Linked DNA regions of Mus musculus: all the other regions are linked to region 4. Evidence: chromatin contacts called from public HiChIP or PLAC-seq and promoter capture Hi-C data. All regions are on one chromosome and are shown on one strand. The core of a region is the stretch at or near the end of the contact, and the rest is flanking DNA. Distances in the headings are between cores, read along the strand shown. Region 1 holds the start of Ppm1d (protein phosphatase 1D magnesium-dependent, delta isoform). Region 2 holds the start of 1700125H20Rik (RIKEN cDNA 1700125H20 gene). Region 3 has its middle 33 kb from the start of Ppm1d. Region 4 holds the start of 2610027K06Rik (RIKEN cDNA 2610027K06 gene).

The links. Promoter capture Hi-C pulls out the DNA fragments that hold promoters and counts their contacts. HiChIP or PLAC-seq counts read pairs in DNA pulled down with a chosen protein or histone mark.
Region 1: a contact with region 4 is called in an H3K27ac HiChIP or PLAC-seq map of embryonic stem cells, with 4 times the contacts expected there. The contact joins the promoter of Ppm1d here to the promoter of 2610027K06Rik in region 4. A contact is called at or near these places in 9 of 39 promoter capture datasets (the 3T3-L1 cell line, the C10 cell line, cranial neural crest and 4 more), 1 of 15 datasets of contacts at CTCF or cohesin (pro-B cells), 2 of 484 Hi-C or Micro-C datasets (embryonic stem cells and muscle stem cells), 8 of 115 datasets of contacts at active chromatin or transcription factors (astrocytes, bone marrow-derived macrophages, cardiomyocytes and 4 more) and 2 of 9 other capture datasets (adipose tissue and liver).
Region 2: a promoter capture Hi-C map of trophoblast stem cells shows a contact between it and region 4, with 5 times the contacts expected there. The contact joins the promoter of 1700125H20Rik here to the promoter of 2610027K06Rik in region 4. A contact is called at or near these places in 8 of 39 promoter capture datasets (the 3T3-L1 cell line, the C10 cell line, cranial neural crest and 4 more), 1 of 15 datasets of contacts at CTCF or cohesin (embryonic stem cells), 19 of 484 Hi-C or Micro-C datasets (the G1E-ER4 cell line, the N1E-115 cell line, cerebellar granule neurons and 2 more), 7 of 115 datasets of contacts at active chromatin or transcription factors (embryonic stem cells, pancreatic cancer cells and stem cell-derived neural progenitor cells) and 1 of 9 other capture datasets (embryonic stem cells).
Region 3: an H3K27ac HiChIP or PLAC-seq map of extraembryonic endoderm stem cells shows a contact between it and region 4, with 7 times the contacts expected there. The contact joins the enhancer-like site here to the promoter of 2610027K06Rik in region 4. A contact is called at or near these places in 1 of 39 promoter capture datasets (embryonic stem cells), 14 of 484 Hi-C or Micro-C datasets (B cells, differentiating embryonic stem cells, embryonic stem cells and 1 more), 2 of 115 datasets of contacts at active chromatin or transcription factors (extraembryonic endoderm stem cells and stem cell-derived neural progenitor cells) and 1 of 9 other capture datasets (embryonic stem cells).

The regions. Positions count from the first base shown.
Region 1 is chr11:85,308,653-85,313,763 of GRCm38.p6, reverse strand. It overlaps Ppm1d (protein phosphatase 1D magnesium-dependent, delta isoform), which reads right to left and starts at 2,510. Exons shown (of 6, transcript NM_016910.3): 1 at 1,841-2,510. The coding sequence starts at 2,291.
Region 2 is chr11:85,167,612-85,172,723 of GRCm38.p6, reverse strand. It overlaps 1700125H20Rik (RIKEN cDNA 1700125H20 gene), which reads right to left and starts at 1,628. Exons shown (of 6, transcript NM_028589.1): 1 at 1,497-1,628. The coding sequence starts at 1,547.
Region 3 is chr11:85,275,505-85,280,652 of GRCm38.p6, reverse strand. No RefSeq gene overlaps it. Among named protein-coding and RNA genes, the nearest start is that of Ppm1d, 33 kb to the left of the region's middle. Within about 2 kb of position 2,807, at least 40 of the 459 cell types and tissues checked have an H3K27ac peak or open chromatin away from gene starts, as enhancers often do. A contact at or near this core is called in extraembryonic endoderm stem cells, where this site is marked.
Region 4 is chr11:85,829,141-85,833,879 of GRCm38.p6, reverse strand. It overlaps 2610027K06Rik (RIKEN cDNA 2610027K06 gene), which reads left to right and starts at 1,492. Exons shown (of 5, transcript NR_077059.1): 1 at 1,492-1,712. Tbx2 (T-box 2) reads right to left here and starts at 1,265. Exons shown (of 7, transcript NM_009324.2): 1 at 379-1,265. The coding sequence starts at 773. RefSeq lists a promoter at 740-1,730 and an enhancer at 3,360-3,745.

The sequences.
Region 1 (5,111 bases), core at 1,261-3,760, 520 kb after region 4:
TGACCCCTGCTTTATTAAAGGGACGCTCGGGCATCACAGAGGTAGGGCTTGTGCTTATGTGAGAGACCCTGTGTTCAATTCAACACCAGCACAAGTCAGGTTAAAATAAACCAAATATAAAGTTCAAACTGCTGCTTCCCTTTGTGATAGTCTACCTTGCTGTCCTGGCCCTGAACTTGCACCGGTCCTCCTGGCCTGCCACCCAAGTGCTAGGATTACCAGCATTAGCTACCACACTTCAATATGAAGGGTCAATCTTTTTTTTCCCCCCCTTTAAAGAAAGGGTCTCTTTACTAGGCATGGCTGTCCTTGAAACTCTCTCTGTAGAGTAGACCAGGCTGGCCTCAAACTCAGAGATATCTGCCTACCTTGGCCTCTCAAGGACTAGTATTAAAGGCATGTACCACCACACCTAGCTAAAGTTCAACTATTAAAGGCTTTTGATTTTTAAAGCATATGGGAAATTCATATGCCCCAAGTGTACTGCAAAATAAATGAACTCTGTAATAGGTCTTTGTGTCTAATCTTAATCTTCTTTGTCTCCCTATCCACTTTTAATTCCTCTTCAGCCAATAATATAATGCATTTCTAGAATAAACTACAATGCTTTCAAGCTCTACTCAGCCCACACGAAAACAAAATAAATCCATGATAGGGGCCCAAGGGATTTGCTGGGACCTGCCTCCAAAACCCTCAGTGGCTGGTCTTCAAGTCAATCAAATACTTGGCAAAAGGCCCAACAGATGGAAAACAGATTTGAAACCAGCTAGCCTATACTGTATGACAATGCCTTTCTAAAAATACTGTGTATTTTACAAATCTGTAACAGCACTGAGTCTCTGTCTCTTTAATGAAAATAGAGTGACTTTCTTACACCACTATAAACGAAGGGTTTTTAGTGGCAGGAACATAAATTCTTTTCTGTAACAAAAATATGCACCATATACCCAGGGCAAAATAAGCAGCCATATAACCCTCGGGCATTTCTGTTATCTACAGAAGTACTGTCTGTCTCAGAGAGATTCAAAATTTAGATGGGACTACAATCACACTTAACTTTTAGGAATTAAAATACCTGTTACCAAAAACTACTTTGATGAGTAGTGACATGAGTGCTTTTCAGTATGAACTTTTGGAAAACTGAATGCAATTCTAAGTATCCCACACACACACACCAAGAAGTTAACACATGCCCCTAACATGGAGCCAATTTAATATTTAACACGTTGCACACCTTTCTCATAAACAATTCAAGGGATTACCCCAAAACACTATCACAAAAGTAAGTTGCCTATGTTACACTTCAGCCCTTCTAAATTGACTTACATCGAGCCAGAGCCATTCAGGTCAATCTGAAGAAGTGACACCACCGGTAGGAGGCAACCAAGAGGAACAAGCCCAACAAGAACAAAATTATGACAGATGCTAAGGGAACGCTCCAATTCTTGCCACCTCCTGCTTCTTTCACCTAGCCCGTGTAGAAACGTTTCTTAAATTTATCCCTCGGTTACAATCTGGCGCCGGCATTCAAACACTTCTGAGCGTGCTGCTACCAAAGTGAATTAGCGAAGGGAGAGGGGAGACTGTTGCCCCCTGATCGTAGGAGGGAGGAGATAATGCAAGGAGCGGTTGCTGGGAGACAAGCCATCCTAGCGTTTCCGAGGCCACTCGGTGTGCCTAGAACTCCAACCATGACAGTCTTCACTCGCATCCCTTGTTGGACAGCGTCGCTTGATGGATAGCGCTCTTGGTACCGGGGAGGCCCACGCGGTGCTGATGCTATAAAAAGCCCAGGGGGATAAGGGGAGAAAAGAAAAAAAGAGGCGGGCGGGGAACTTACCCAGTTTCTTCCACATGGCGAGGTGACAGGCGAGGAAACCTTTGCGGATGGCAGCGCACACCTTGGCGGGCTCGGACGAGGTGAAGCCTTTCTGCTTCTTGATGAAACCCCACAAGTGCTCCCGGGCAAACTGTGCCGCCTCCCGACCGCCGTGCCCGTCGCACACTGCAAAGAAGGCCACCGAAGAGCGGCGGCGACAGCAGCGGCCAGCGGGTAGCGAGGCCGCGGCGTCCGGGGCAGGGTCGCGGGCCGCCGCCGGGCCTTTTTCCGATGGCCCGACGCCGGCGAGAGTGGGGGTCGCCGGCAACCCGAGCGCCCGCCGCGGTACCGGCGCCGGCTTGTCCTCCGCAGCCGGCTCGGGCTCCACCACGATCTGAGTTACGTCCTCCATGTACTTCCTCCCGCCCTGGTCCGAGAAGACGCTCACTCCCAGCGAGTACAGCCCCGCCATGGCCGGCTGCCCGGGATCCCGCCGTTCCCACGCAGCCCGCCGAATTCCGAGGCGGGAGACACACTCGCCGCTCGCCGGCCAACTATTGTTTATCTTCGACGAAGCCGAGAGTGAAGAGGAGGCGGTCCCCGCGGCGGTGGGGGGGGGCGCGTGATGTCGGGACTTGTCCGCGAGAGCTGGGCCGGTCGAGTCGCGGGCGAGAGGAGCCGAGCAGCTGCGCCTGCGCACTGAACTCGCTCCCCGCCCGCCCGCGCCCACCATACAAATCAGACGTTCTTTCCCCCCCTTTCTCCTGATGACGTCACTCGGCTCGCTGAGACAGACCAATCAGGAGTCAAGAAGAGCAAGCTCGCCCCCGCCCTCCTTCCACCCCCGCATCTCTCTGCAACCGCTGATCTCGCTCGGCCCGCCGACCGGGGGAGCGCGCTCCTTGCCCGGTTTGTTTTCTCCAGCCTAGGGCTTCTGTACCCTGGGGGTTTTCCGCTGTTACTAAGCGGCTGAAGCCTCAACCTGTCATCTTTTTTTCCCCTTAAATCCCTAACGTGAGACTTCTGGCTTTTCCCCTTTGGTCCTTTTGCAGAGCCAGTTTTGCCTCCCGCGATTGTGGAAAATTTGCAGAGGTCAAAGGTAGACTTGACCTTCCACTTATTTCAAGCGAAATGGCGCGAAAATGCCCTGCAAAGTCGTTGGTCCGTGCGCTAGACCAGCGTAGCACGCGTGAACTGGCTTGGGTGGGACTTGTCCGGCTGGGAGTTAAGGGAAGCAGTCGGGTTTACTTAAGAAGACTTGGAATTTTCCACCGCCAGTTGCACAGCCCTGTTTTCCGCGATAACGTTAGGTCGGAGACCTGTCGGCGAGTTTAATTCCTAACACTTTACAGCCCTTTTTTTTTTTTAAGTATTTTGCATATTTCTTCCTCTTTTCAGCGTCGTTAATACTTTTTCGGACTCGTCTTGAATACAGCTATTACTGCAGAATCTAAGTTACCGTTTGGAAAAGGAGCATACAACAGGATCTCCATGCCCTAAAGACACGGTTATTTCCCTCCGTTCACAGAAGTTGACAGTCCCAACAACAAAATGAATGCTTTTAGACTGATTTCCACGAAATTGAAATAAGTTCTCGAGTGATCAACTTAATATTTTCTTAGCACCATATTCTTTTGAGGGAGTCAACGTGTTCCTTTATTATTTTCTGTACAGCCTTTGAGATTTCACAAAAAGCGTAATGGAAACTTATTTACAGCAGCATGGGAAATGCAAACAACAAGGAAAGGCTTTATGCTGGCCTGCCTTTCAACAACAGTTTCTATACCTCCCAAGACAATTCCTTTTAAAATTGTCATTAAATATTTATTTCATTTTCATTATGTGTGTATCTCTGTGGATGTTGTGTGGAGTCCCAACCCTCCGCCTACAACTGGAGTTACAGGTGGTTGTGAGCCAGATAGGCGCTCCAAACCAAAAAGCAGTGCAGGCTCTTAACCACTGAGCCATCTCTCCACTCCCCTAAAACAGCATTCTGAAATAACTGGGCCTTAACTTTTTTTAATTACTTTTTTTTTATGTACATTGGTGTTTTGCCTGTATGTGTGAGGGAGTCAGATTTCCTGGAACAGAAGTTACATACAGTTGTGAGCTGCCTTGTAGGTGCTGAAAATTGAACCTGGGTCCTCTGGAAATCCAGCCAGTGCTTCCAACCACCATCTATCTCCCCGGTCCCTTTAACAGTTTTTTTTCCCCATTTTTTATTAGGTATTTAGCTCATTTACATTTCCAATGCTATACCAAAAGTCCCCCTACCCACCCACCCCCACTCCCCTACGCACCCACTCCCCCTTTTTGGCCCTGGCGTTCCCCTGTACTGGGGCATATAAAGTTTGCGTGTCCAATGGGCCTCTCTTTCCAGTGATGGCCGACTATGCCATCTTTTGATACATATGCAGCTAGAGTCAAGAGCTCTGGGGTACTGGTTAGTTCATAATGTTGTTCCACCTATAGGGTTGCAGATCCCTTTAGCTCCTTGGGTACTTTCTCTAGCTCCTCCATTGGGAGCCCTGTGATCCATCCATTAGCTGACTGTGAGCATCCACTTCTGTGTTTGCTAGGCCCCGGCATAGTCTCACAAGAGACAGCTACATCTGGGTCCTTTCGATAAAATCTTGCTAGTGTATGCAATGGTGTCAGCGTTTGGATGCTGATTATGGGGTGGATCCCTGGATATGGCAGTCTCTACATGGTCCATCCTTTCGTCTCCCTTTAACAGTTTTTAATTCATTTATTTGTTAGAATTGAACAGAACCCTTAACATGTTTAGCAATTATTGGAGCAATTTTGTGTTTTGGGGTGTGGGGGAGATGTTGAGACAGGGTTTCTCTGTGTAGTCCTAGTAGACCAGGATGGCCTCGAAGTCAGATCTGCCTGCTCAGCCCCTGGAGTACTAGAATTAAAAGCCTGTGCCAACACTGACCAGCAGGGGCAACTATTTTAAACTACAATTTTAAGACATCTCACAGTGTAGCCCTGGCAACGATAGAGTCCTGGCAGGTTTTAAACTCATTGCTTCCAGAGTGCAGGGAATAAAGGGGTGTGACACACCTAACTAAAGACTTGGGCAATTTTTTTTTTTTTTTAACCAGGAGTAAAGCTGGGAACCAGCAAAGTGACTCAGCCAGTAAAGGCCCTTGGTGACAAACCTGGCCACCTGAGTATTGTCCCCACAACACACACAGTAGAAGAGAATAGCACATGTAAGTTGTCCTCAGACATCCAGATTCAGAACATGGCATTCTCAAGCCTACATACATACAATAAAATTATT
Region 2 (5,112 bases), core at 379-2,878, 660 kb after region 4:
CTCTCTCTCTCTCTCCCTCCCTCTCTCAAAACATTGCCAGGTCAGTGAGTCTGGCCCAAAAGACCCCATCTTTGAAAACCTCTCCTTGGAAAACCTAAAATATTTTACCTATTTCTTTCATAATTATTCTTGGCTATACTGAGAAACATTGTAAAGCTCTTGATAAACATTTACTAATTTTCTTTTCCCACAAAGACTGTGAGGTTAGCTACCATTTCCTCTGGTTATAACTGAGAACTCCCAGGCACAGAAAGAATTCTGTGACTCCTCAGGGGGATGGGCAACAACCATGTTTCCTTTCTTTTCTTCTTCTTCTTCTTCTTTTTTTTTTTTTTTTTTTTTTTTTTTTTTTTTTTTTTTTTTGGTTTTTTGAGACACAGTTTCTCTGTGTAGCCCTGGCTGTCCTGGAACTCACTCTGTAGATCAGGCTGGCCTCGAACTCAGAGATCTGCCTGCCTTTGCCTCCTGAGTGCTGGGATTAAAGGTGTGTACCACCATGCCCGGCCCATGTCTCCTTTCATTTGGACATACCGAGGTGCCAGGCCAATGTCTATGCATCTCTAAATGTTAGCATCATGGCATGCATGAAGGGCACCCGGTAAAGGGTGGTGGTGGTAACAAGGGACTTGTGACACAAAGTGAAGCAAAGGGAACTGAAAACTAGTGGTGACAAAGGGTCTGAAATATTACTGATTTAGCACAGGATTATTAGACTGGTGTTAACTGGGTTTGAAACTTAAAGTTTCTTGTCTTTTTTCATTTTTGTTTGCTTGTGTTTTGGGATTTTTGTTTGTTGTTTAGGATTTTTTGTTTGCTTGCTTTTTTTCCTCCCCCAAACAATGAAACCACTTTCTCTGTGCAGCCCTAGCCGTCCTGGAACTCACTCTGTAGACCAGGCTGGTCTTGAATTCACAGAGCTCCATCTGCCTCTGCCTCCTAAGTGCTAGGGTTAAACTCACATTTTCAAAGCCTCTCAGAACAATTGGATTACTTGCCGTTGGAGTTCAGGAGAGGAAGAGCCACACTCAGAGCACTCTGAAGGGAAGCTAGGTAAAGTAGGTACAGGACAGGTTCCCCCCAACTGTAGAGAGTGGGGGACTTTGGCTAACTCCATAAACACAGCACATAACTGAACAGAGACCGTAACACATACGTGTGCTCACATGGACATGGGTAACCCTTTATAACTAATGATCAAATGGGACTTCTCACTGTCTTGACAGAAACACAGCTTTGATAAACACGTTTCCTACTTGCTTACCCCTGCTTTGCGGCTCTGGGGAGTCAAACCCAGGACTAGGGCAGGCAAGCTCTCTACTCCTGAGCTACACCCTGGCCCAACTGTCTGAAGGAATTGTGTTCTCTTGTTCTTTGGGGCTTTTGCCAACCCACATACTCCACCATTTTCTCATCTTGTCTCCTTCCTTGAATTTCATGTTCGTGGCTTTCCAAAACCAGCCCTTCCCTGGTTCCCTCACATCCCAGCCTCACTTCACCTTCTCTAGTGGCTTGTCTCCTTCACCCCCTTGCCAATCTGAGGCTTCCATCTCAACAGCTGGGTGGGCAGACACCAGGATAGCACAGTCTCAGGTTCCCCACAGACTTCTAACTTACTGCTTCTGTGACCTGAGTGCCCCAGGTAGTGGGCAGGTTGGCTCCAGAACTCGGAGCAAAACCATGGCAACTGCCAACACAGAGCTCAGGCCCCTCTCTACCCTGTTCACTCATGCCTCAGGGTGGCAGCCAACTATCTCCTTCAGCTGGGATCTGGACTAGGTAAGTCAGTGAGCCACGTGTGCTGTCCCCCCCACCCCACTTTTTTTTGGGGGGGTTGTGTGTCAGTGCTTACAGCTGACTAGGACCAAATGGCACACCTCTGGCCAGAAGCTATTGATTTTAAACCTCGGTAAAGTTTCTGAAGTAATTTTCCTGGATGGACACCACTCCGCAGTTATTCCGGAGGCTTATTGAGAGAGAAAGTGTGTGTATTGGGGGCGCGGGGGCGGGGAGGGGAGAGTTGTAACAGTCTTTTCCAGAACAAAGGACTAAAAGGTGTGCTGAAAGAGAGAATGGAATATAATAAATCTCTACTGAAATACACTGCTAGCGCCCTGTAGCCATCTAGTTAATAAATGATTGTGTGGAGTGATGTTTGGGTTGCTTTAAGGGCACTTACAAAAGTACCAGCTGGCATGTATTTCATTAATCTCACCAAAACCTTCCTGGGAGTAGGTGCCAAGTAGTGACCCTGTTTCATAATGAGCCTGGGTAGCCGAGGTCCTATCACTTGCCTTAAGTCAGTGGCCACTGAAACAGAAGTAAGGCTTTTGGTTGGATTCGGAGTGCTCTGGCTTCTCCAGCATGCCAGCGGGAGGCCGGGGCGACCGAGCAAACACTTATCAGCAGTGTCTTGAGCTGCAGGCATGGTTCCGGCTGATGGGTGCTCAGCCGCTCGGTCAGGACAAGCTTTGTCCCTAGCAGGGCACCAGCGCCCCCTCGTGTCTTTCCCCAGCTAGCGTAGCGAGTTGCCCGGTGTAAAAGACCGTTGCAGCTGCAGTTTATCCATTTAAGCCATGTTTCCCCTGGAACGCTGGGTTCCATCTCCAGGGCCTCTTGGATGTCGCTCAGTTTGATCATGTTCTCCCTATTCTTTGGTGGCCTCTGGGTCAGCCAATAGAACTTCCCTCTGTCCATCTAGCCTCACAGGTCAGGACATGGCAGCTCTTACCAGCTCCAAGGCTGGACAGGCCAGGAGACCCTGGGGTTTGGGGCGAGTTCCTTTTCTGTCCAGAAATAAACTATTCTCTGTACTATTATGTTTAGCAAATTGTGGAGAGGAGATGGGGACAATCAAAGTCCCTACTTCTCTGCTTCACTTTGGAAGACCTGCTCCCTGAGGATTATTTCACAGCTAAGGACAACCATGTTGGTAAGAGGAAGGCAAAAGAAAGCCTCCTAGACACTCTATAAAATTGTCAGTAAACAATGTGTTTGAAAATGTAGAACATGCATTACCTCTGTCCATCCTGGGGAGAGCCTTAAGGAGAAAAAAATTGACAATAGTGGCATTCTGAAGATGTCACTAGGATAAATAAAATGTTATGTCACATATCTGTCCCCCGTGTCCAAGTGCTATTCTACGCCTAAAGCTCCTGAGCTGAGAGCAGCAGCATGTGCACACGGTTCCGTTTTTGAATATGCACTAAAAAGGTGTTGGAGTATATGCTCCAAAAGCCCCCAGGGGATGGCCCTCATTCTGCTTCCTCTGTCCTGCTGCTAAGCTGGCCAGGGCGGGACCTTGTAATAGTCGTGTCCAGGAAGGCACAAGACCTAGGACTGTTGTAAGGTCAAGGCCAGTCTGGACAACACAGCACAATTTTGTCTCAAAAAACAAAACTTAAAAATGTATTATGAAGAGACAGTGGAAAGACTGGAGTGGGAGGACAAACTAGGAGGGGGATAGTTGGCAGAGTGCTTTCTTATCACGCAGAATGTCCTGGGTTTCATGCCCAGCACTACAGAAACCAGACGCACATGCCTGTAATCTCAGCATTCTGGAGAAGGGAGAAGACTATTACAAGTTCAAGTCCAGCCTGGCCTATTGTCAGTACAGATTCAGTTTTAGTCACCCAGACTACATGGATATTCTGTCTCAACAAATAAACAAACAAACAAACAAAACCCCAAACCCCCAAAATTGTCACATACATCATCCAAAAGTGGCATGAGATATGAAATAACACTGAAAAAAATTTTAAAAAGATTTGAATAAACACATACATGTGTATATTACTTGTATATACACACACCTACATTTGAAAAAGAAACAGATGTTTTAAAAACAAAAGGCTTAGCTATTCTGGTCTCTTCATTCACTCTCTTCTCCAACCCCTTTCACTCCAAAAGCCTCCAGTAAGTCCCAAGCTCTGCATGGCTGCCCTATTTACATGATGGCTTACTCTCAAGCCTGGGGAGTAGCCTGAACCGACAATTGATAACAGCCAGAGAAGTGGCTCAAATACAACTGTAAGTAAAACCAAACACAAATCCATTGCTTTTGGGAAACATTCAAAATTCAATTGGTCAGAATAAAATTTTTCTGTAGGGCAAGTTAACTCATCTAACAGTGTTATTCATTGCAACATATATTTCTAAAAGCTATAAATCATGGGATAGTGAGATGGTTCAGTGGATAAGGGCTTTGCCTCCAAGTGTGATGACAGCCTGAGTTTGACCACTAGGACCCACATGTGCAAGCAAAGAATCAACCCTCCAAATTGTCCTTTGGCCAGATGGTGGTGGCACATGCCTTTAGTCCCAGAACTTGGGAGACAGAGGCAGGAGGATCTCTGTCTTTGAACCCAGCCAGGTCTACAAATCAAGTTTCAGGACAGCCAGTGATGCACAGAGAAACTCTGTCTCAAAAAACAAAACAAAAATTGTCCTCTGATCTACACACACACACACACACACACACACACACCTCCCCACAAAGTGTTTTTTAAACCTACTCACCAGGTTTATTAGATATCTGTGAGGTGGGTGAGAGCTGAGGCCTGTTAGTTTGCCCACAGTTCATTTTATACAGGTTGGCATTCTTTACTACATAGACTGGCCTCATAGTAATTATATGTTACTCCCTACCATAGGTCCACAAAACAGAGCTTCCAATTTTCTTGTTATATTATTTGAATTAAGCATAGAAAGCAGTTCTTAGTATCTCCTTGAACTTTGCATCACAGATCTGAAGATCCGTTTCTCTCCTCTTCTAAGTGGCACAGAAACTTTTTATTCCCGCAAAGAACTCTTCTCTATCTCTTTCCTTAATGAGAAACTCAAGGGTATCTTTAGAATTGCTAAAGAAGGTGTTTTGATTATAAGGCAAATGATTCAATTGTGTAACTAAAGTTTTATCAAAACCCCTAGAAAAGGAAGGCATTCAATTCTTATCACGGTTGTAGCACTGTATCAGCAAACCTTGTGGACTGCTCCCAGACAAGGCCTTGGCACCCCTACTCCAAGGTCACCAGGGTCTGAATCATTACTTAAGTAGGGCTTGAGGGAATCAAGAAAGCTCTGAAACTGTATGTGAGAACTCATTAAAGACTTAGG
Region 3 (5,148 bases), core at 1,558-4,057, 550 kb after region 4:
CTAGTTTCTTCGTCTTTGAGAACCAGGGATCCCCAGGTATCTTGGTTGCTTTTCTGGTGCCATGGTAAAATGAAGGGTTTGTTTTGACTCATAATTCAAAACTCTCTAGTCCGTCTCTGGGAAAGTGACGCTGGCAGGAGCTTGTGGTAGCTGGTCACACTGCTTCCGAAGCCAAGAGGCAGAGAGGGATGAGAACATGCCTTCGGCTTTCTCCTTTGTCTACCCAGGAAGGGCACTGCCTAGTTTTAGATTTCTGTCCTCCCACCTCAAGGACCCTATGTCAGCACACACTCTCACAGGCGCCCAAAGAGGCTAAATAGTTCCTTGAAGGGATGCTTCTAGGCTTTACTCCTGGAGAGGGGTTGGGGATTCCAGATCAGTCAAGTTGCTAATTAACACTAGCCACCCTGCCAGGTTGATCTTTAAGCCATGTGCAGCTATTCGAGTGGAGTCTAACATATGTACGCCTTGTAGAACCAGCCCAGAAAACTTCTGCTTGGATTCTGTTGACCAGCTCTTAATCACATGACCATATCTAATTTACAGAAAGCTAAGAAATTAATTCATTTGTCCAAGTGGGCCATATGCTCAGATTAAGACCTTTGTTGCTCTCTGAAAAGGCTGGCAATGTATGCTAAACCTCTCAGATGGTATAAACAAAATGGAACCTGTTATTCTGATTCCTGAGTGTCCCATGGAACTTAGGGGTCAGGAAGCCAACCATGCTCAATGAGAACCTTGACAGGACTGGTCAGGGACTAAGGAAGTTACTCTCCTCGTCTTTTTAGGCGCATGGAAAGTCTCAACTATGCCATCCTTGGCAGACTAGGTTTTGCTTGCCCGTTGGCTCACATCCATCCACTCAGCAAGTATTTACTGAACACCTCCTGTGGGCTAGGACTTTTCCAGGCACTGGGAGGAGAGAGGGAGGGAATCAGACAAAAATTACATGTCTGAGTCCCTGGAGCCTTCCGGTCCTTTCAATTCCAAAGACTTGTCCCATCTGAATTTCCTATTTCTGCTTCTCAATCTAGCTCCTCAATAGGAGAGTCTGGTGCTACAACCAGCTACAAGGTTTAGGTTGGGGTTATTCCAGCTCCTGACCTAGAAACAGCTCCAGGGCCCACTGTGCCGCAGGTGACGGAAAGGTTGCTGTACCCCAGCAAAATAGTCTCTTCTTCTGTGCTCCAGGGACCCCTCAGCTGTGCAGAGATGTTGGTAAGATATCAGGTGGACTCAGAGAGCTGGGTTATCCTGACAGTGGTGACAGTCCTGGCCCCCATGCTGAATTTGGAGAAGGAAAGAGTTAAAGCCAGCATCCTCTGGGGAAACTAAGGCAGAGAGCCAAGGAGTGTGAGTGCAACATCCCTCTGAAAAGAGGGACACAAAAGAACACAAGGCACCCAGAGACAGGGAGACAAGTCAGGAAGCTGGATTAGTGAAGATGGAATCTAGAGGAAGCCCAGCAGTGGGGCTGGTAGGGCCATCGATCCAGTGACACTATCAGAATGCGTCTTTCTTCATCCAGTGTCAAGTGTCACCTATAGCACCAACACTAGGTGCCTCTCCAGGTAGGGTGAGAGAAACAGCCCCTCAGCTTGCTCACTTGCTATCTATCTATCTATCTATCTATCTATCTATCTATCTATCTTCTGTCCCTGTCTCTCTTTCCTTCCTTTCTCCTTTCTTTCTTCGGTTTTTTTGAGGCCCTGGCTATCCTAGAACTCTCTCTCTCTCTGTAGAGCAAGATGGCCTCGAACTCACAGACATCCACCTGCCTCTGCCTCTGCCTCCCAAGTGCTGGAATTAAAGGCATGAACCACCACCTCCTGCCCCACCCCCAGCTCTTTCTAAAGTAAAGAACTTTCTTAGAAACCCTTACCAAGCCCGTGTGTCTGCAAGCTAGTCAAATGGATTCTTTCTGTTTTTCTGCAGTATTGGAAAGAGAATCCCGGACCTCACATGTGGACAGCAAGGGCTCTGTCTCTAAGCTACATTCTCAAGCCACATCTTTTGTTTGTTTGCTTCTCTCTCTCTCTCTCTCTCTCTCTCTCTCTCTCTCTCTCTCTCTCTTGACCTGGATGTCCTCACACTCAGAGATTCACCTACCTAGTGGTGGAATCAAGGGCGTGCACCACCACTGCCTGGCTTCAACCCACATCTTAAAGCCAACAGTTCTCAACTACAGGCAGTGTTTTCCCCAAAGGGACAATTAGCAACATCTAGAGACAGCACTGGCTGTCAAAATTGGGAGAAACAGCTACTGACTGGCATCTAGTGGGTAGATGCTGGAGTTACTGCTAAACATGGTTGAGTGCAGGGGCAATCTCCCACAGTGGAGAGAGGATGGATACTGAGGCTAGAAAATGGATTTTGATAGTAAACCTTCTCTCTGTTGTGGCCTCCCACAGGATAAGACCCTGGGTGAAACCAGAAGTTGGTCATGAGTGTCTAGAAAGGCAGAAAAAAATGTCCTTCTCAAAGCCAGAGGAAGATTCTCAGAAGCACACATGATTGAGAGTGTGGAGTGATACAAAGAGAACTCATCATCTGAAATCACCCATTCTGGGGCTGTGGCTCAGCGGTAGAGGACTTATCTAGCATGCACTAAGGCCCTGGGTTCAGCTCCCCACAGCACTGCAGAAGGCAGCAATATCATCCAGTGAATGCATCCAAAAGGGATACAACTTATCTTTTACCCAGGATGTTCCAGGAGAGCAGCGCTGATGAATCATAGATGAGGAAGTGAGGTCTGTGGTAAGTGACAAGGAACAGGCTGTGATTCCAACACAGGCATGTCCTGTGGGACCCGTGTCTGTGAACAGGAGAAGGGCAGTAAAGGGCTGTTCTAGGAGAGCAGTGCGGATGAATCATAGGTGAGGAAGTGAGGTCTGTGGTAAGTGACAAGGAACAGGCTGTGATTCCAACACGGGTAGGTCCTGTGGGACCCATGTCTGTGAACAGGAGGGCAGTAAAGGGCGACCAGAACAGAGACTGTTCTTAATTATGTGCATGTGTGCACTTGTGTGCTGGTATGTGAAGGTGAGTGTGCGTGCACATGTTCTCGGAGCCCAGACAAAAGTGGCAGATCACCCTGGAGTCGGAGTCGGACTTAGAGCCATTTGTGAGCTACCCAATGTGGTTACAGGGAACCCATTTGGGTCCCACGAGTCCTCTTAATCCCTGAGCTGTCTCTCCAGCCCAGCGGCCATCTTTTAAAATTGCTGAAATACACAGAAGATGGAGAACAATAAAAAAACAGAGAAGGAAAGTATGGGGTGGACCCCGAGAAAAGCCTTTTATATAAAATGCTATAAAGCATCTGGGAACCTTGACCCCATCAAGGACTCCCCCTGGGTGCAGATTCTGACTCATTAGGTCTTGAGGAAGAGTACCCAAGACCTGCTGTGTCTTTCCACTTGAAAGGGAGCCTTGTGGTGCTTCGCTCAAACTCACTGCACTCCCGTGATCTTGCTTTAACTCACCTCCCAGCTGGAGCCTTCAGGAATGCAGCACCATTCTCACCACCATAACTACATTCCTGTCTGTATGTTATCTGATACAAGAGTTTGCTGTGGAGCTTAGGCCTTGAGCTCACAATGCCCCTGTCTCAGCCTCCTGAGTACTGAGATTGTAGGTATGCACCACAGTATCTGGCTCACAGTCTTTGTTGCTTTGTTTGGGAGGCAGGGTCTCCTACAGCCCAGGCTGGTCTCAAACTGTCTTTAAACTTACTGCGGAGCCAAGGCCAGCCTTGAAATCATGGTAGTTTTCCTTCTAAGTGGTAGAAGTATTCCAATGAGCCTCCACCATGCCAGCTGTGTCTATGCTATGTGTATGTTATTACCCTCCTCCTCCCCCCTCCCCCTGCCCCTCCTCCTCTTCTTCCTCCCTCCTCCCTCTTCTTTTTTCCTGGTAGGGACTGCCCTTGGAGCCTTATACATGCTATGCAAGGCCCCAACCATTCGTCTATATCTCCAGTCCTGTATTTTTTCTATCTGTCTCAGAATCGCAGACCACTTGTAGCCTCATTATTTGTGTCTGTCTGGAAGAACAAAGCTACAGTGAGTCAACAAACAGCATCCCAGAAGGCCTAGCAGCTGCAGGTTATGTTTTTATTTTTTTAATTTTACTTTTTGTGCCTACGAGTTAAGAACAGTTTTTGTATCTTTAACATATTACATTTTAAAACACGTGGATAGCTACACAGGAACCCTGTTTGTGCCTGTTGACCCACAAAACCTAAGCTATTCACCTATTTTTCCTTATAAAAATTACGTTTCCATTTCCTGATTAGATTGGTACGATAACTATAAACACTCTGGGTTTGTTTTCCAGGGCCTCTCACGCTGACCTGAATGCGGACGGAGTCTTTCATTACATAGCCTGTAATAACCAGTTCACCAATTCACCGTCCTACACAGAGTTCAAAGGAAACCAGAGGCATGGGTCACCACCTCTGGAAGTTTGCCAGTGTGGTCTTCTTCTGATTGTTTGTTCAAATCGCTGGTCTATTTGGGGGGAGTGGAGAGACTCACACACCTGCAATCCCAGCACTTAGGTAGTAGAGACAGAAAGAGTACATGAGTTCAACTCCAGTTCTGGGACTGCCAGAGCTACCGAAGAACTTGGGGGTTTTTGGGGGGGGGGCGTGGGAGGGAGGTGAGACAGGGTTTCTCTGTATAGCCCTGGCTGTCCTAGAACTCACTTTGTAGACCAGGCTGGCCTTGAATTCAGAAATCCGCCTGCCTCTGCCTCCCAAGTGCTGGGATCTCATTACAGATGGTTGTGAGCCACCATGTGGTTGCTGGGATTTGAACTCAGGACCTCCAGAAGAGCAGTCAGTGCTCTTACCTGTTGAGCCATCCCTCTAGCCTGGAGAACTTGTTTTGATAAATAAATGAATAAAGAAATGCCAATGTGGCTCAGCAGGTAAAGCTCTTGCCAAAGCTCTTGGTGGGGGAAGGATATGCGTTCAGATTCTAGAACGCACAGACAGCCAACCCCAGTGAGTGCATTCCTAAGTCCAGCATGTAAGGCAGAGTGGAGGATTCCTGGAGGCTTGTGGGCCTGCCAGCTTTGGAAGCAAGGACCAACACCTAGGGCCTCTGACATCATAGATTGCTGTGCATTTATGCATGAACACAC
Region 4 (4,739 bases), core at 243-2,742:
GAACTTCCAGACCGTCCAGGAGACGGAAAAAACAAAAACAAAAACAAAACAAAACAAAACAAAACAAAACAAAAAAAAAACAGTGAGACCGCAAGGGGCTGTGGAGACCCGCCAGAGTCTCCGGGGCTTTGAGACTCAGAACAGTTGGGACTATTCTTTAGGAACGTGTTTTCGTTTTATTTCAATCGAGAGATGTTTGCTTTTCTTTTTCTTTTTTAATTCGCTCCGGAGCCAAACGGAAAAAAAAAAAAGTCAGCTTGCTTGTCTGTGGAAAGGAGTGTGGCGCCAGGGCCGGAGCGGGGGCAATCCGAGAGAGCATCGACCCAGTGGTGGTGGGTGCTGTGCGGTCCCCGAGCCCGCCCGCCCGGCCCGTCCTACCTCCCGGACTTGGTGATGACCATCTCGGTGCCCAGCTTGTGGAACTGGTCCCACAGCTCCTTGGCCTCCAGCGTCACCTTGGGGTCGTCCTCCACCTCGTCCTCGGGTTCCAGGCTCTTGAGCGAGCGCAGATGCGCGGCGGGCGGGTGCGGGCCGAGTGCCGAGACGTGCAGCCCCGCCTCGGCCGCCGCCGCCGCCGCTGCTGCCGCGGCCGCCGCCCCCGCCAGGCCCGGGTCCGGCAGAGGCTTGCCTAGCGCGCCGGGCGGCAGCGCTAGCGCCGGGAAGAAGGAGGGCTGCGCTGCCGCCAGGAAGGCGGACATGGGGAAGTCGGCGGGCCGTGGCGCGTGGAACGGGTGGTAAGCCATGGCGCTGGCTGCCAGCGCCGGCTCTCTCATCGGGACATCCGGCCCAGGCTCCTGGGAGCCGGGGCCGGGGCCGGGGGCGCGCGCCTCGGACCCCCGGCCCGGGCGGCGGCGCGCGCGGAGGACGGACGGCCCGGGCGGCGGGCGCGGCAGCGGCTTCTCCCGGCTCCCCGTCCCGCGCACCTCAAGGGGCGCAGGGCTCTGGACGCGGGGGCGGAGGGGGCGCTGCGCGGGGCTGGGCTGGGCTGGGCTGGGCTGGGCTGGCCGGCTCCGGCGCCGGGGACCACGCGCGACTGGTTAGATCTTGTCCTGATCTCTGGAAAACTGTGACTATCTCACATGTCCTGCCCTGTTCGGATCCCCTGCGCTAACGAGCCAGGCCCCCCTTGATTGCTGATTTTACGCTTTTTGGACCAATTGTGGGTCTCCGGGGGCGGGGTTTTGACAGCTCAGGCCAAGCTCTGGACGGGAGGGGAGGCCAGGGAGAAGGTGTCGGAAGCCTCAGCAGTAAGAAAACATGTCAACAGAATAAAATATTAACCAATGACGGGCCAGCGGGCCCCGAGACCCCTCCCCCTGGCCTGGCCCCCACCTCGCCGCCCGCGCCCGCCGCTGCCTGGGCGAGGGCTGGAAAGCGCAGAGGACCGATCTGACCCGCCGTAAGGGCCTGAGGCAGGGGGCGCCCGGGTCCCGGGGCCTTGGGGAAGGACCCCCTAGCCGCATGCCGGCCCCAAGTGCAAAGCATTGACACGTTCCGGAGAGGAGAGGGGGCGCCCTTTCCCTCCCGCGCCGGGAGGCCCGGCCGCTCTTGCCTGCGACCCAGCCTGGCCTCCCACCCCACTCCCGGTCACCGCCCCGGGTCCATGCACTTCAGAGGGAGGCTGCGGGCACTGGAAAGCGAGGCCGGTGGGCGGGCAAATCAGGAGGCTCGGGCGGCCGAGGTCCCGGAGCCGAATCAGGTGTCCGGAGCCGGTGAGTGGGGAGCCATGGCAGAACCCTGATGGGGCCGGCACGGGCGGGAACGGGACGCCGCCTTGCGCTGGGGAAACGAAGGGTCCCCACCCCCACCTGCTCCTCCCCTCGTAGACTCAGGAACCTGGGGTTCCAGAAGGGCCGGGCATTTAGCCTAAAGAAGGTCTGTGTCAGGTCACTAAGCCAAAACCTTCTGGCGAGTAGGAAAATGGATCCTTGGGACCAGGTAGGTGAGCGCACCTTCTACAGAGCCCAAGGCGGTGCCGCGCTAGTTGATCCTAGAACTCAGATTCTCCACACGCGCCAGAAGGAATTTTCGCCGCATCCGGTACTGGAGATGCAAGCCCATCTATCTCTTCCTAAACTCTGGCATCTTTTCTTCTCAGTCACTTCTCTAGAGATTGTTTCCGTCCCTTGGAAGCTCAAGGCTCCCTAGTTCAGGAAAGCTGAGTAATGCGGATGGGAATCGAGGTGTTTGCCAGCAAGTGTGAACACCCCCTTCGACGATCAGTCTTCGTTATCTCTCTGGCAACAGCCCCAATGCATCTTCCTCTCTCTCTCTCTCTCTCTCTCTCTCTCTCTCTCTCTCTCTCTCTCTCTCTCTCTCTCTCTCTTTCTCTCTCTCTCTCTCTCTCTCTGTGTGTGTGTGTGTGTAAAACCATAATCAGGTGTGCCCAGAGTAAAACGATCATACACTTGCCTGTTTAGGGTTGAGGCTCACACCCTTGTGCTTGTTGGGGAGGGGAAGCAGGGTGTGAACTAGCCACAGTGGATACTCCCACCCTCCCAACCAGTATAAGCGAATTCTGCCGCTCCAGCCCTATGTCCCCGTGGTAGGCACCTACCACGTAAGTGGCCCAGGCAGCTTGCCCCTCCGCTGCATACACCAGGTCTTCAGGCACTTGGTAGCTGACCGCCCAGAAAGGCGTTTAAAAGCTAGTTGCCCCCGGCAGTACGGGGTTGAGACCAGCAGGAGTCGTTTGGCCTCCACGACCTTTTTTCCTATACATCTGAGCCAACACCAGGCGCTTGTAATTCTTCATAACCCTGTGCGCGCCTGCCCCACTGGGTTTTTCTTCAGGACCTTACTCCTAGGTCGCTTTTCTCACTCTTTTCTCTGCCCACAGTGAACCTTCAGCTCTAGCTTCGCGGTGTTCGCAGCCGGTGAGAGATCCATTGCAGCTTTGCACTGCTTCCAATTCAGACAGGATGTGGCTCCTCCAGGAGAGATGTGTCTGAACACACTTGGACAGTTAGTGAGGTGAACAAGAAGTAGTCAGTTCAGCTTTCCGAGTTGGCAGGACATTTGCTAAGTTGTGTGTATGGGGACAGGCACTTTAGTACCTTGTAAAAATGTGTATGTATCGAAGTATGTATTTTGGTCATTTTCCTGGGTAGCATACAGTAGCTGGTCTACCCGTTTAGGCCTGAGAGTTAAAACATGAAGGTCTGAGTTATTGGTCCACGAAATCGGACAGCTGTCGCCCAGTGGCTACATTAGGGGATCTGAATCCCACCTATAGAGCTAAGGACCTGCGACTGGTCAGAGACGTTTTCAGGGCAGGTTGGGTTTCCACCAACAGCTCCAGCCACCCCCCCACCCCCACCCCCATCACGTAGTCACCTGGATGACCTGCTTTAGCCGCTCTTAAGATTCTTTATCGACCCATCCCCAACAAAATTTTCTTAGAATATCCTTGTAGCATCGAAAACTGGTGCTGGGGCGGCCTAAGCAGCCTCTCGAGCGGCGCCTTGCGGCTCGCAACTCCTGCTTCGCCCTACCCCCGCCTGGGTCTACCCCCACTCATCTCCCCTTCCCAGGAACAGGCGCCCCTGGGGGAGTCCCCTGGGCAGAGTGTGCGTGTCTCTTTAAGAGGCCCCGGGGGGCGCCTCGCGGGCCGCCCGGGGCTGGAGGGGGAGGGCACGGACGAGGGCGCCTGGCGCCAGGCGGCCGAGGCTCCACAACAAAGCTCCGGCCCCTGTCACTTCGCATCGGCCGGGACCCGCAGACGGGTGGGGGACGCGCGCTCAGCCGCCCCTCCCTCTCCCAGGCAGTTCTGGGCGGGGGCGTCGGGCAGGCGCTGGCTTCGTGGTCCCAGGCCCCTTTCACGTGGTCTGTAGTCTTAGCTTCCCGCAACAATCAAATCCAGCACCAGTAGCCTGGGCCGGAGGGGACTGCCCTCCCAAGCCTGGCAGGGCTGCCGGGTCCGTCTTTTGGCCGAGTTACATCGAGAATGGTCAAGAGATAAGGCTAAGTCCTCTCTCAAGAGTTGATCTCTAAATAGCATAGGTCCCTGCGGATGTCTGCATGCGTGAAGATTTGCCTGAGCCCTCATAGAATGGATGCGGGAAGGCTGGGGAATGTGTAGTCCTGTGGCAGAGTTGAGTGAGGGCACGTGAGCACCAATAACTGGGTACTAAGCGCGCCTTGACTTATAAATGTGCCCGGGAAAAGCTGGGGTGACATGTGTGGCCCTATGCTTAGGAAAAGTGGTCGGTAGAAGACACTAGGTGCATTCGTTGTTCCCATCCATGGCTTCTCCACCGGACCCGCGCCTTCCAGAGCCTTGGCGCCAGCTAGCCCGGTTAAGCAGTAGGGCTGGGCTCCCCCGCGGTCCTGGGTCTGGCCAGGCTGGGGGCCGCGGCCTCGGTGACCCCAGCCCCCGGCGGCCCAGCCTGTCCCGTCCACTTAAACAAATTGTGGCTGACAGGCTTGCAGTCTCCCTGGAGCCGCTCGCCGGCCGGCTCTCTTCGTCCCAATTACCCAGCGCAGGGTCTGGCCAACAGGCTGGGGTGCGGCAGGCGGCGCGGGAAGAGTGGGCTGCCCGACCTTCTTTCTGGTGACGCTGTGCCCCTAGTCTGGTGCCAGGACCAGCCGCGGGACCACTTCCTCATCAGGTTATGGGAAGTATTGGAACAGTTACCTCCTGTATGGCCACTGCCTTCCAGGTTAATGCAAAGGCGAGGCCCAACCAAACTGTCTCTGTCAGGGACACACTTGCTCCGGTGGGCGGGCATTTCTTTGCA